Regions from separate parts of the Mus musculus genome. Here all the other regions are linked to region 2. The links are chromatin contacts, called in public promoter capture Hi-C maps. All regions are on one chromosome and are shown on one strand. Each heading gives the region's core, a stretch centred on a gene start, on an enhancer-like site or on the middle of the called end of the contact. The rest is flanking DNA. Distances are from core to core; before and after follow the strand shown.

The links. Promoter capture Hi-C pulls out the DNA fragments that hold promoters and counts their contacts.
Region 1: a contact with region 2 is called in a promoter capture Hi-C map of pre-B cells, with 6 times the contacts expected there. The contact joins the promoter of Fbh1 here to the enhancer-like site in region 2. A contact is called at or near these places in 6 of 39 promoter capture datasets (the C10 cell line, the HPC-7 cell line, liver and 2 more), 9 of 484 Hi-C or Micro-C datasets (B cells, the HPC-7 cell line, LSK cells and 6 more), 7 of 115 datasets of contacts at active chromatin or transcription factors (the 230-238 cell line, bone marrow-derived macrophages, large pre-B cells and 3 more) and 2 of 9 other capture datasets (adipose tissue and liver).
Region 3: a contact with region 2 is called in a promoter capture Hi-C map of pre-B cells. The contact joins two enhancer-like sites. A contact is called at or near these places in 4 of 39 promoter capture datasets (the C10 cell line, hippocampal neurons, neural stem cells and 1 more), 1 of 484 Hi-C or Micro-C datasets (bone marrow-derived macrophages), 2 of 115 datasets of contacts at active chromatin or transcription factors (T-cell acute lymphoblastic leukemia and microglia) and 2 of 9 other capture datasets (adipose tissue and liver).
Region 4: a promoter capture Hi-C map of pre-B cells shows a contact between it and region 2, with 4 times the contacts expected there. The contact joins the promoter of Il15ra here to the enhancer-like site in region 2. A contact is called at or near these places in 10 of 39 promoter capture datasets (the C10 cell line, the HPC-7 cell line, HPC-7-derived erythroid cells and 5 more), 2 of 15 datasets of contacts at CTCF or cohesin (embryonic stem cells and large pre-B cells), 30 of 484 Hi-C or Micro-C datasets (B cells, the C10 cell line, CD4 T cells and 19 more), 13 of 115 datasets of contacts at active chromatin or transcription factors (the 230-238 cell line, DN3 thymocytes, the SCID.adh cell line and 9 more) and 3 of 9 other capture datasets (adipose tissue, embryonic stem cells and liver).

The regions. Positions count from the first base shown.
Region 1 is chr2:11,775,649-11,778,863 of GRCm38.p6, forward strand. It overlaps Fbh1 (F-box DNA helicase 1), which reads right to left and starts at 1,937. Exons shown (of 21, transcript NM_015792.2): 1 at 1,784-1,937. The coding sequence starts at 1,784. Ankrd16 (ankyrin repeat domain 16) reads left to right here and starts at 2,105. Exons shown (of 7, transcript NM_177268.4): 1 at 2,105-3,215. The coding sequence starts at 2,941.
Region 2 is chr2:11,331,612-11,334,830 of GRCm38.p6, forward strand. No RefSeq gene overlaps it. Among named protein-coding and RNA genes, the nearest start is that of Gm13293, 6.3 kb to the right of the region's middle. Within about 2 kb of position 1,885, at least 129 of the 459 cell types and tissues checked have an H3K27ac peak or open chromatin away from gene starts, as enhancers often do. A contact at or near this core is called in the 230-238 cell line, B cells, CD8 T cells and 16 more, where this site is marked.
Region 3 is chr2:11,622,505-11,625,619 of GRCm38.p6, forward strand. No RefSeq gene overlaps it. Among named protein-coding and RNA genes, the nearest start is that of Il2ra, 19 kb to the right of the region's middle. Within about 2 kb of position 1,422, at least 35 of the 459 cell types and tissues checked have an H3K27ac peak or open chromatin away from gene starts, as enhancers often do. A contact at or near this core is called in pre-B cells, where this site is marked.
Region 4 is chr2:11,704,286-11,707,669 of GRCm38.p6, forward strand. It overlaps Il15ra (interleukin 15 receptor, alpha chain), which reads left to right and starts at 1,427. Exons shown (of 7, transcript NM_008358.2): 1 at 1,427-1,659. The coding sequence starts at 1,563.

The DNA of each region.
Region 1 (3,215 bases), core at 687-3,186, 440 kb after region 2:
GCTGATTTTAGCTATGTTAAAAAGCAAAGGAAGAAATGGCTGCTCTAATAATTTTTCATACACTGAAAGGCCTAAAGTTTCCATTTTAAAAATAATTTTCAGGGTTTCTTCTTGTGGTTTGGTTGTTGTTTTGATTGGTGGTTGGTCTGCTTTGTTTTGCTGAAGTAGGGTCTTAGGCCAACTAAATGCTAGGCTGATCAACTGTGTGCCATCATGTCCAGATTATTTTAAGAGGTTCTGTAGAACACCCAGTTAAAGCTCCCTCGAGTTCTATGAAACATCAAAAGTCTTCAAAGAGCATGCGAATAACTATTGACAATGTAAGAGCTGGCTTTGGTGATAATTTCTACAAGTTTTGTCAAAACCAGAACAGCAAAGAAAAAATCTAAATTTTTCTAAACTAAAGTCAGCCTGGGGGAACAGAGAAATATAAGATGGGCGTGTGTGTGTGTGTGTGTGTGTGTGTATGCGACAGTAACACATTTGAAATTAGAATTCAAATACTTTTATGTATTCATAAACCAGGAAACATGTTAAAGGACTGATCCCTTGATCCCTCAACGACATCTAAGTACCAAAGATCCATGAAACACAGCAAAAGTCAGATCGAATATCCCAATTCCATTGACAGTTAGTTACAAGGGAATTGAAGGCCTCCAAAGACCTTCACTGAAGAAATGGGCAGCTCAACCAGACAGAGAGAGAAGTACTAGCCCTACTCATAAACTTAAAGCATAAATACCCACCGCTCTCCAGAAAAATCACCAGGGCTATGGAGGCAGATTCACCAAAAATATCTAGTTTCCCAAAGGAAAACACAGAGCAAAGGAAATTCATAGAGCAGAGGAGAGGCAGAATCTAATTTAGAATACCAATTAAATAACCAATTTCATCTTTTTATAAACCAGGATTCTCGGTTTTGTTTAAAGGACCAGAAACTTAAGAGAGATAAGGCAAGACCACGTGAAATCATTTGTAAGGAAGGAGTAGGCAGCCCAGACTAGCCTCGAACCTCGAACTCAAGGTCCTCTTGCTTCAGTCTCCCAAACGTTGAGATTTAAAACCATGCAAAGTAGCAAAAAGTTTGAAACTATCAGATGCCTCAACTTTCCAATACGTGGCAAAAATCACTAACTTCATTTGGCCTTGACGTCCTTCCTCGTCTCTAAAACCTGAATGCTACCTATGGGCTGTTTATGGAATAGACAATGTCAGGCGCTTAGTGAACCAGAATGTACTGCCAAATGCAAAGAAATTGTTTTAAACCTGGCAGGAGCGACTTCCATTTTACTTCCCAAACGGAAACACCATTAGGTTAAATGTCTAGTTCCTCGAAAGGAAGCCAACAAAGCGGGCTCGGGTCTCAAAGAACCCTCCAAAAGCCCCCCAGGCCTTCTCGCGTCCCCTTAACCACCATCACCTGTTCAGGTGAGGGGGTGGGAGACTACCAAGGCGAACACCAACGTCAGGAGCTGCATACAATGACTCGCCCAAGGTCAAAAACATTACAGTGGAGACAAGCCAGGCTTGCCAGCGGCAGAGGATCTGTCTTCTCAGGTGCTGCCCCTTCCGGAGCCTCAGGGAGCGGCCAAGGGATGCGGGTCTGCAGAGAGCATCCGACCTCCTTCTGCAGGCCCACTCCTGACCACCGCGGGCGCGGCCAGCTCCTACGCCCACCCTCAGCTAGGGCCCCACCCCCGAGGCCAAGACCCCTGCGCGGGAGACCCCACAATAGGAAGTTTTCCCGGCTCGCACCCCACGCCAAGTCCACGGTCTCACGCACTATGGCGGCCCGGCCCAGGACCCCGGCGGCGACACCACCCAGGCGATGCCGCCGGACATTCAGCCTTTCCCCGACCAGCAAGCCCCTCCTTCGGCCCAGACAGCGAGCACAGACGACTGCAGACTTCCTCCGCGAGCTCCGCCTCTTCGCTGCCAAGACGCACCCTCCCACCGGAGACGACGGACAGGCCCGTGAACCAATCGAAGCACTCCGAACTGGAAGGGTCACGCGGACGGACAGACTCTGGAACCAATCCGTACGCGAAGCGGGAGGGGGCGTGGCTCAGTGTCTTGAGAGCCACGCCCCGTCTGTGCTTTCGCCACCGCGGAGGAGGCGAAGGAAACTTTCCCAGAGTTCCTTAGAGCTCCCTGGGTCCCCGCGGGGGCCCAGGAGACAGCAGCGGGCGGGGAGGGGGCTGGGGTCGGCTGCGGATTGGGTGAGGATCGGGCGGAGCACAAGGACACCGTTCCAGCTCTGAGAGGCCCCAGAAACCCTTGCTGTTGTGAGCCTGGTCAGCCGAAGGATGCGGCTGTCAGTCCGGCAGACATCCTCAGGCCAGGGGTGGGCCAGCTAGGTTCCAGGGTGGTGGGCAGCGTGCTCTCGACTGCCTGTGCAGCTACCACCGGAGCAGCCCAGCAAACATTCCCAGAAGCTGTCCGGTGGAGAGCAGACCACATCTGGGATGCGAGGCCAGAAGTCCCGCGTGCAGGACTTCGCGGTACACTGGCACCCTCCATTCTGATAGGTCTTCCGTTCCCAGTTCACTCGGGTGCAAGGGACAGCTCCAGGATGTCAGGTGCACACAGCCTTACCCCAAGCCCTGGGAGCCCGAGGCCCCACCCTGACGAGTACGCGTGTGTGATGCGCGGTAACCAGAATGACCTACGAGTGTGCATGTTGTCGCCTGAGGGGACACCATTCTACATTTGGAGACTGTGACTTCCAAACCAGGGCAAGAAGCATTAAAGACGCTAGCGGAGAGAATCTGGCTGGGGGCGGGCAGGGGGCGGTGCCGAGAGTCGGGGAAAAGGGTCACGTGGAGGAAGCGGAAGCGGAAGCGCCAGCCTTCTCTCACCTCCCAACCTATCATAGCACAGATCTGCTCTAAGACTGAACCTGGGTCTTCCTCCTACTTTTGTCCATCCTGGTCCAGGGCGATGGCTCTGCCTGGGGATCCGCGGCGCCTCTGCAGGCTGGTGCAAGAGGGCCGACTGCGTGACCTTCAGGAGGAACTGGCGGTAGCTAGAGGTTGCCGGGGGCCAGCCGGAGACACCCTTCTCCACTGTGCAGCACGCCACGGACGCCAGGATATCCTAGCGTACCTAGTGGAGGCTTGGAGTATGGACATCGAGGCTACCAACCGAGACTACAAGCGGCCTCTGCACGAAGCTGCCTCTATGGGCCACCGGGACTGCGTGCGCTACCTCCTGGG
Region 2 (3,219 bases), core at 635-3,134:
TACACATACATGCACACACACCATACACATCACACACACTCACGCACATAACTTGAGGCTAGATCACCACTAGAGGGCAGCAGAGGAACGTGACAGAAGATGCTACTGCCGTCGAAAACGTTTTGTGAACCAAAATGAACTGGATTCTCCTGCTTCCTTCCTTCCTTCACCGTGAGCATCCTTCAAGGGAAGCTTGAGGGCAATCTACAAGAGTAATCCCAGCACTCAGGAGGCAGAGGCAGGCGGATTTCTGAGTTCGAGGCCAGCCTGGTTTACAAAGTGAGTTCCAGGACAGCCAGGACTATACAGAGAAACCCTGTCTCAAAAAAAAAAAAGAGAGAGAGAGTAATAGAAAGATGTCTAGCCAAAGGATGGTACGATGCAAGGACAAAATGTCACAATAGAGCCCATTATTACTGTGTACAATTAATAAATACTAGTGAATGGGGTGTATTGTAGGAAATAAAGGGGAAAACCTGCTTGTCATAAAGTGATTCAGAGCCCTGACAGCGAGCCTCTCAGGTCATGTGATCAAGGACTCTCAGTAGACAGGTCTTTGTGGAGCTCTTTGCCCTCCTGAGCTCAGTCTCTTCATCAATGAAAGGATCGTATTGATTGTATTCACTGGGTAAACACTCAGGTCACACAAACAGACCAGTGCAAACCTCCCTGAAACCAGCAAAGAACACTACAGATGACAGTGCAAATACTGTTGCTGACAGAGAGTTTGGGGTCATGGTCTGCTCAGTTCTCTTACAATTCCCCAGGAAGAGCCACAGATAGTAGGTTCTAGAAAGGAGAGAGCTGATGAGCAATGCTTTCAGCACCTAAGAAGATGTTCGCCAACCAGGAGATAGTTGTTGCTGAGTTTCTTAAATGCTCCCGTGCAGAAGACCCATAAACTTACCAACTGAAGTGAGCTTCACTCTTGTCATTTACCAAGTGAGGAGTGGCATTGTCCATGGGTATCTGAGACATGGTCAGTCTCCTGATATGGTACTCACCCTCCCATGTTGTAATGCAAGCTGTCTACTCTCCTATGTCACTTCCTCTTCCTGACACTTGCAAGAGAAGGGGTGGGGGCTGGCTGTTATTTTTCACTACCAGTAATTCCTCTGCAGCCACCTGCTGTGTCGCAAGGTTTCTAGAATCAACCAACACACCATGACGTCTTCCCCCTAAGATCAGGGAGTGAAGAAGACAGAGAGTAGACTGTAGCTAACTGCGTAGGGCACTAAAAGGGGGTCATGTTGTAAATTAAGGAAAGCCAGGGCAGAAGGATTTGGGTGTTTTGGTGAGAAAATTTAGGAAGAGAGTTATGAGGGACATCTCCATGTGGTCACTAACTCAGCTCAGATCTAATGCAGCGATCCAACCCCGGTTCCTTCTGCTGGCCTAATAACTTCAACGCTGCTTTTTCTCTCCAGTCTCATGTGCACCTCACGAGATGTGCGCTCAAATTTGTTTCCACATACTAGCGGCAGAAAAAAGAACACAAAACTCTAGCACTTACTTCTCCCTCCATCTCTACTCGGTATGGTCCCCTCTGTGTCAGACATTTTTCACAGTGACAATTTGATTGGACCTAGAGTTTTTAAGTTCAGATGCAGGTACCCTAAATTCAGTTGCCTCCGTGGCTGGAATGACCACATCCCCGCTCTACCTAGAACACTCTTTGCTCATGAGTTTGGGGAAGTAACCAAACCAGCCCACCAGACCATGCTAAACAAACAACCCAAGGGAAGGGCCAGGCTTCCTGGAAGGCTAAAGGGCTTGCACTGATGCCCGCCTTTAATCGCGTTTGAGCCATTTAAACCACATGATGGCAAGCTTCCGCTGCCCCTCCCCTACAGCCCAGCCTCCCGCTTTTTCTCTTGCTGTGCTTCCTCATCTCATGACGCTGGCAAACCTTCAGGCTGCTTATTCAACCTGTCGCAAGACACTCTCTGTGCCAAAGAAAAAGAAAGAGAATGAAGGGGCCCTGTGCTGGCTCCAGGGCACTGGCTGCCAGGCTAGCCCAGGATGATGCAGCCCAAGGCCCCATCAATAGCTGGAGGCAAGCAACACAAACGAGCCTTCTGATTCAAAGTCTGCACCTAAGGAAAAAAAAAAAAAGAAGGAGCTAATTCTTAATGTCATGATCCTGTGCATCCATAGCCGAAGCCCATAGCCACTCACGTTCATACGATTACTCAAACAGATATTTGTTGAGGGCCTACTATGTGTAAGACACTACGCAAACAATCCTTTACTTGTATGGACCATGTAGAATACATAATGACTCTTATGACTCAGCAAGAAAATAACAAAAGCCCGAGCTAAAAATGGAGGAATTGAATAGATTTTTTTTTCTCTAAAATCTGGACAAATAGCTAGTAACAATACGAAAAGATGTTCAATATCATTAGCTGCTACACTGTGAATAATACTATTGTAAAAATTGTGCAATGTGTCTTTTAAAAAATAGTCTGGCAATTAAAGATTTTTTTAAAAAAAAACTGTACACTCACCCTCTTCCTGCTGCCTTCAGATCACGATGTAGAACTCTCAGCTCCTTCTCCAGGACCATGCCTGCCTGCTGACATGCTTCCCACAATGACAATGGACCAAACCTCTGAATCGTAAGCCAGCCCTCAATTAAATATTTTCCTTTATAAGAAAAAAATAAATAAACTTACCACATGAGCTAACCATTACTCTTACAGTTGTGTACTCAAGAGAAACGAAGACACGTGCACATAAGAAGGCCTGTACAAAGCTTCTTTGAAACTTCATTCAGTGTAGCCAAAAAGGAGCAACATCAGAGGCGATCAACCGACAGGCAGAAGGGGTGTGCCCATATAATAGAATACTACTCAACAGTTAAAAGGAACAAAGTGGCTAATACGAGGTGCAATAGTAGTAAGTCTCAGAAACACTAACCTACATAGGCGAAGAAGGCACAAAAGAGTACACAGAATAGAATCCCATTTACATAGAAAGTCCAATACAAGCAAATCTAATGAGACAAGAAATAGGTTATCGATTTCAAGCTCAGAGCATAAGGAAAACTGAGTGCTAACGGGCACAAACCCTTTGTGAGGGGTGATCAGAATGTCCTGAAGTCAGCTTGTGGTGATAACTACACAACTCTGATAATATGTAGAACAATAAAGTGTGGACTTTAAAATGGCTGTTTTGTGAGATTTATATCTCAATAAAACTTGTTTATAAAACCAT
Region 3 (3,115 bases), core at 172-2,671, 290 kb after region 2:
AGCAAATATAAATGTAAACATAATATTTAGAAGTCAGCTTGATATCCACTTAGAGGAGGGGCAGTAGCGTCCATACTAGGGTCTGTAACTTCTCCCATCATGGGCTTTAAAATGCTTTATTAAACCAGACTGTTCCGTAGTGTGAGCTAAGCATCAGGATGAAGAGCCCAGAGACCAGATAAATTGAGGTCTTGCAAAGTCATGTCCTCAGGACAAAGGGAAAGGTGTTGTTTTGGTTTCTCTCACTCTAACTTGCCAGTGAAGGTAGGACAGTGCACCAGAGAGGATGGCTTTATCAAAACATCTGTTAGTGTGACCTTCAGAGAAGCCTTCAGGTGAATTTCTCGACTTTTCCCCTTAACAGATATTTTCTTTCCTCTTTGCTTCCTACCTCTCATTTCCTTTCTATTTAGAGATTTTCCTTGAACAAAAACAAAGGTCACTTCTATTACAAAGAAAAGTTGAAGATTAGAATTTAATATTTGTCTCTCTTGGAGTGCTGGTTTTCTGTGCTCCAAAGAGGACATTTTGCTCCGCTAGATATGAACATTGTTCCAGAAAAGAAAGGAAGTCTGAAACTTCTTCTTCACATTCACATGGGGGCTGTTGGAGACCACGAGGTGGCTTGGCTCTGCACCATCGAGAAGGAAAGAAGGTCTTGGAATTGAGCAGCCCCCATAGAATCGCCCGGGGTTAAGGGGGCAAGCAGCTGTAGGCCCTACTGCCTTGTTCAGTGTGAGATCATTTCTACTATACCCACAGAACTGGAACTTCACTCGGCTGTCCTTTAATGTGGTCTGTCCCCTCCAAATCTCAAGTCGAAATTCGGTTGTCACTGTGGTGGTGCTGCTGCTGGGAGATGGGAGCCTTCATGAGGCGGTTAGACCGTTAGCTGTGACTAATGCCATTCTCATGGGAACAGCTTGTCATGAAGCAGGCTGCCCCCCCTCCTCTCTCTCATTTTTTTTTTTTTTTTGAGACAGGGTTTTTCTGTATAGCCCTGGCTGTCCTGGAACTCACTTTGTAGACCAGGCTGGCCTCGAACTCAGAAATCCACCTGCCCCTGCCTCCCGAGTGCTGGGATTAAAGGCGTGTGCCACCACGCCCGGCTGCCCCTCTCTTTCTGTCAGCTCCAAAAATATCTGCTTGCCTTTCCTTTTTCTTCCATGGGTTGAAGCAATATGAAGTCTTCGTGAGAAGCTTAAAACACTCTGATGCCATGTTTGGAAATTCCCAGTCTCCTAAATCTAGAAAGACTTAGGGAAAAACTTTCATTTTGGGGTGATGGAGAGGAGGCTGTGGAGACAGGGCCTCATGTAGCATAGGATAGCCTTCTGCCTATGCCTCCTAAGTGCTGGAATAACAAGGATGCACCATGACTCATGACGTAATCACTATCTCAGGGTTTGTTGTTGCTGTTGTTATAGCAACAGAAAATGGAAGAAACCAGGGCGCTCATTCATTTCACCTCACTCCTTTCTGACTACTGAAGCTTTGGGGAAATAAATGGAACATGAAGATTAAAGTATCCACACTGTGGTAAATCTAGATTGGAATACATGATGGATCTGAGGCATAAATGACTAGAGGCTTGGGACTTACATGTGGGGAGTTGGGGTAGGGAAGAGACTCTTGTTCAGCTACTCTATGGAGGAAGAGGCTTGTCTTGACCTGCTTCAGAGCAGAGAGCTTACACCACCCTTTGTACATTCATTCTCTTGGGAGCAAAAATATTGGCCAATGCTCACTAGACTTAGCCCATCAACTTCTTCTTCTTGGAAGAAGACTAGAAAGAGGGTCAAGAAGATGACAACTTCTATTCAGTACTCCTAGTAGCTAGGATGCAATACACAGATGTTGTCTATACCTAGATTTATATTTCTTGCTTGAAATAATGGATTGGTAGGAACATGGCTTTAAAGAATTGTGCTTAAAGAATTGAGATTATAAAGTTGCTACAAACGATTTATTAAATCTAGAACTAGGAGTTGTTGAGGGCTGTGGACATGGCTCAGTGGAAGAACTTGCCAAGCATTTCCATACCCAGCTTGGGAATAGGCCCATGCTTGTAATTCTGGAATTAGAGAGGCTGAGGCAAGAGGGATCTTAAGTTCAATACCAGCTTGGGCTTCCTGTCATGACCCTACCACAACACAAGCTGGGGAAGGGCAGCCACTATTCTAATTCTTTCCTGTGTCATTGGGAGAGGAAGGGCTCCCTAAGGAACTCTGGTTAGCCTGGTGTTTACTCTGTAGACCAAGCTAGCTTCAAAGTTGCTATGGTCCTCCTGCCTCTGACTCCTAGATGCTAGGATTATGGGCATACAGCAACATGCATGGTTTTCTTTAAATCCATTCTGAATTTTACATTAATATCTTTAAATTTTATTTTATTATTTTTAGTGTGTATCAGTGTTTTGCTTGCATGTAAATCTGTGCACCATGTGTGTACAGTTCCCATGGAGGTCAGAAGAGGGCTTTGATCCTCTGGGATTAGAGTTACAGATGATTGTGAGCATCTATTTGGGTGCTGGGAATTAAAACCTGGGTCGTCTAGGAGAGAGGTTAGTGCTTTTAACCACTGAGCCAATTCTCTAGCCACAGACTTTTATATTTTATAGTTAAGTTTGTTTTCCTTTATGTACCTACTCAGCCCACAGTCACTGTCGTTAGAATTGTCTATCTCCCCTTCCCAACACACACACTTTCCTGCAACTACAACCATCTGGTTGACCAAGGCTTTTGGCACTGCTGTCTGCTTCTTGAGATAAGACTGGGCATATTCAGGATGGTATGATGACCCTTTTGACTGCGCCAGAAAGCAACAGGAATGGGGCTCTGGCTTGGGGAAATTCAGATTCATTGGCTGTTTATGGATAATCACATACTTACTGAGAAAAGGAATGAGTAAGACTGGGAGCTATAGGCAGAGCCTTGTAATGTTTATTCATTAAACGTCTCTACTTCTTTCCCTTTAACTCATTCAAGCTACCATACCTAATGAGCTCCCTGGGTCTTGTGAAAAACTCCTATATCTTCCCATAAATCTGCTCTCCTCAAAGTGTTTTTTTTGTAAAATAGAACAACATAATTTAACATGCCTTGTCTTTGAGAAG
Region 4 (3,384 bases), core at 177-2,676, 370 kb after region 2:
GGACAGTGATGAGCACCATGTGAGTGTTGGAACCCAGTACCTTTGGAAGAGCATACAGTTCTCTCTCTCTCTCTCTCTCTCTCTCTCTCTCTCTCTCTCTCTCTCTCTCTCCATCCAGTACTCTTAACCGCTGAGCTATCTCTCCAGGTTTTTCATTGACTATAAGAGACTGGAATATGTGGTTTCTGATCCTCTCTCTGAATTTTTATTGTGTGTATTTCATATTTATTGTGCCAATCTTAAGACTCTTTAGGGAAGAGGGTCAAGTATAGAGCTCACTGTTGTCCACCATGCCTAGGGGATGGGTGACTTCAATCACACGTCATTCCATTCTTTCCAAACAGAATCAGCATGCGTTCTCTCAGTAGCTTCATTATGGTGCCAGATTGTATTTAGGGACCTATAGACTGAAAGGCAGGCGTGTCTGTCTTCTTACGCCACATCTACATATTTAAGGGCGTTTCTGACTGAGCACTCATGTCCGTCTGTCCCCCCACCCCTTCCCCAGATCTGGTCCTCCACAGTATGGGACTTAAAATTCCAGTAAAGTTTTTTTTGTTTGTTTGTTTTTTGTTTTTAATTAATCCACACACTTAGAAGGGGATGTCTTTCTTAGACTCTGAAGAGTTGTGTATTGACTAAAGAAATTATATGTGAGGTACAAAGATGAATAATGTACCTTCCTTCTTTCTTCCTCCTCCTCTTCCTTTCCTCTTCTTCTCTCCCCTCCCCCTCTCCTCCCTCCTCTTTCTCCTCTTCTCCTTTTCCTTCTCTATATCTTTTTCTCTCCCCCTCTTCCTCTTCCCTGTCTTTCCTCCTTTTTCTATTCTTTCCCCTCCCTCTCCTCTTCACCCCTTCTTCCATTTCAAACACTTGGCACTTTCTTGAGTTGGAAAGGTACAGCCGGAAGAAGGCAAAGTGTCCAAGGCCTGGCCACTGCCAGCACCACTGCAGGCAGGCAGCCAGGAGCAGCTGTGTGGAAGCCAGGAGCAGCTTGGAGCCCGAGTGCACCAGGAAAGTGACCCGGGTGTAGAATCGTCCGCCCAGAACTTCCCGTTGGCTGCACTGGGGCGACACCTATGCAGTCGCCCAAGGACACAGAGCACGGACAGTCAAGCTCAGGGCTACTTAGAGGGAAACTCTGAAAGTTGAAATCTGAAGGTCAGCAGCCAGGACAGATGACAAGTGAACAAGGCTGAAGTCAGGTGTGGGCGCAGAGTGGATTCAAAGGAGTTTGCCTCTGCAGGGAAGACAGCATTAAGGAATGAAAAGGGAGATCGCCGGCTTCTACGGGTGAGGGCCCCCGCGCGCGCTTCGGGGGACAGGAGCAGCCCAACTGGGGAGGGGGCGTCACTGCAGGCTGCCGGGGCTTCTTCCAAAGCAGGGGTGGGGATGCTGAGTCACAGATCTGTCACCACTTCGCACCTCTCTGCAATCCGGGGGCTAAAGCAAAAGCGAAAGCGAATACTCCTTAGCAGCGGTCTGGTCCTGGAGCTGAGCTCGCCACCTCCCAGGGACCCCAGCCTTGCGTCCCGTTGGGTCACTGCTGGGGACAATTGGCCATGGCCTCGCCGCAGCTCCGGGGCTATGGAGTCCAGGCCATTCCTGTGTTGCTGCTGCTGCTGTTGCTACTGTTGCTCCCGCTGAGGGTGACGCCGGGTAGGGAGCATCATGCGCCGGAACAGGGGAGCAGAGGGGGACCCCAACGCCCAGCTGAACTTGATTCGTGTGTGTGTGTGTGTGTGGGGGTCACATCTTCTGGGAACTGAGCCAGGAGTCCAGCTGAGAGGATCGCAGTGGGTCTGGGGGTGATGGAGGGAGCTGGGTGGGGGTGGGGGGACACGTGGAGGGAGCCTGGGAGAGCGCAGATAAGAGAGTGGCCCCTTGCCCTGCTCTAGACTGGCTCCCGGACCATACGTGCAAGGGAGTTGAGCGATCCCACCGGCGTTTCGGCGACTTAGGGAGAGCAGGTCTGACAAGTTCGATAAGACTTAAAGAACTTAGAGAAATGTGTGAGTGTGCCTCTGCCAGCCCACCTGGCGCAGCTGTGGGGTGTCGCGCCTGTGGGGTTCCAGGAGGGGCTTGAGGAAAAACCACCCTTCATGACTTTCAGGTCAAAGTAAATTAGATGGAAGGCACTGGGCAAAGTACTGCGCTCCGCGGGAGGAAAAACAAAACAAAACAAACAAACAAACAAACAAAAACCACGTGTGGAGCAGGCAGGTTGCGCATCTGAACGCTACAAAACAGGTCCAGGTTCTCAAGCGCACTGGCAACTTGGGGCCCGGACGATTGGAGAGGAGGAGAGACTGTTTTCCCATGGAAGAAGGGGTGTCACATGTTCCAGAATGTGTCGTCTAGATCTAATCTCGGGAAGAATGAATTGAGACTCCTAGTTTTGTTCCAATAGGTCTAGAAGGAAAGAGCGAGAACAGTTGGGTCTAGCAACGTCCGGACCCAGGATGTCGCATCTTTTTATAAACATGAAATTCTTCAGAGTCTGTTAAAAAAATCTACGTACTCCCTGCACAGAAATGTGTGTGAAAGCACATGCTTGCAAATGTGCACAGGATTTGGGGACCGAGGACAATGACGTCATCCATGGACTTTCCTGCAAGTTAGCAATTCCTTAGCCCTGAGTGTGTTTTAAAGCAAGATTTCCCAGTGATGGGCGTCTGACTCAGTCTCCTTGGAACTTGGTCATAGTTATCCCACACAGACTTGAGCCTGGGGTTGGCTCTGTAGGGGTGTTACGGGGCTTCATTTATTCTTGGGTCCCCACCCTCCATCTGTAAAGCTGGAGTGTGTTGGTAAATTCCTCTTAACTGGATAGCAAAGAATGGTCCTGAGATTTCAGAAATAGCCTGCAGATATTCCAAATAGTCTGAAAGTGAATGTGGTTTCAGTCCAGCTCAGCTTAGAGGAAGCACCTCCTTGCCTAAAGTTCGGGCTCCACTGGTGCCATCAACTGGCACCTGAATCTTGGTTTTAAGAACAGCCTTATTGGGTCATAACTGACTCCAGGAAAACTGCAAATATTTAAGTTGTATGTTTCTTTGTGTTTCAGGATGAAAGTTACACTCTTGAAACTATCACCAAACCAAAGCAGGGTTACACCCATAACTAAGAAGTTCCCTGTGTCCTCCAAAATTCTTATCTCCTGCTCAACTCAGCAACAATTTAACTTTTTTTCCTTTGGATTTGTTGCACTTTCTAGTATTTTCTATAAGTGGAGTTATAAAGCACGCTACTCTTTCTTGTGTGGCTTATTTAGCTCAATCATTATTCTTTGTTCATGTTGTAATTGCATCAACAGTGAACTAGCACCCAGTGTAATGGAGTATTTTTATAATCCCAGCACTCTGAAGGCTGAGGCAGGAGGAT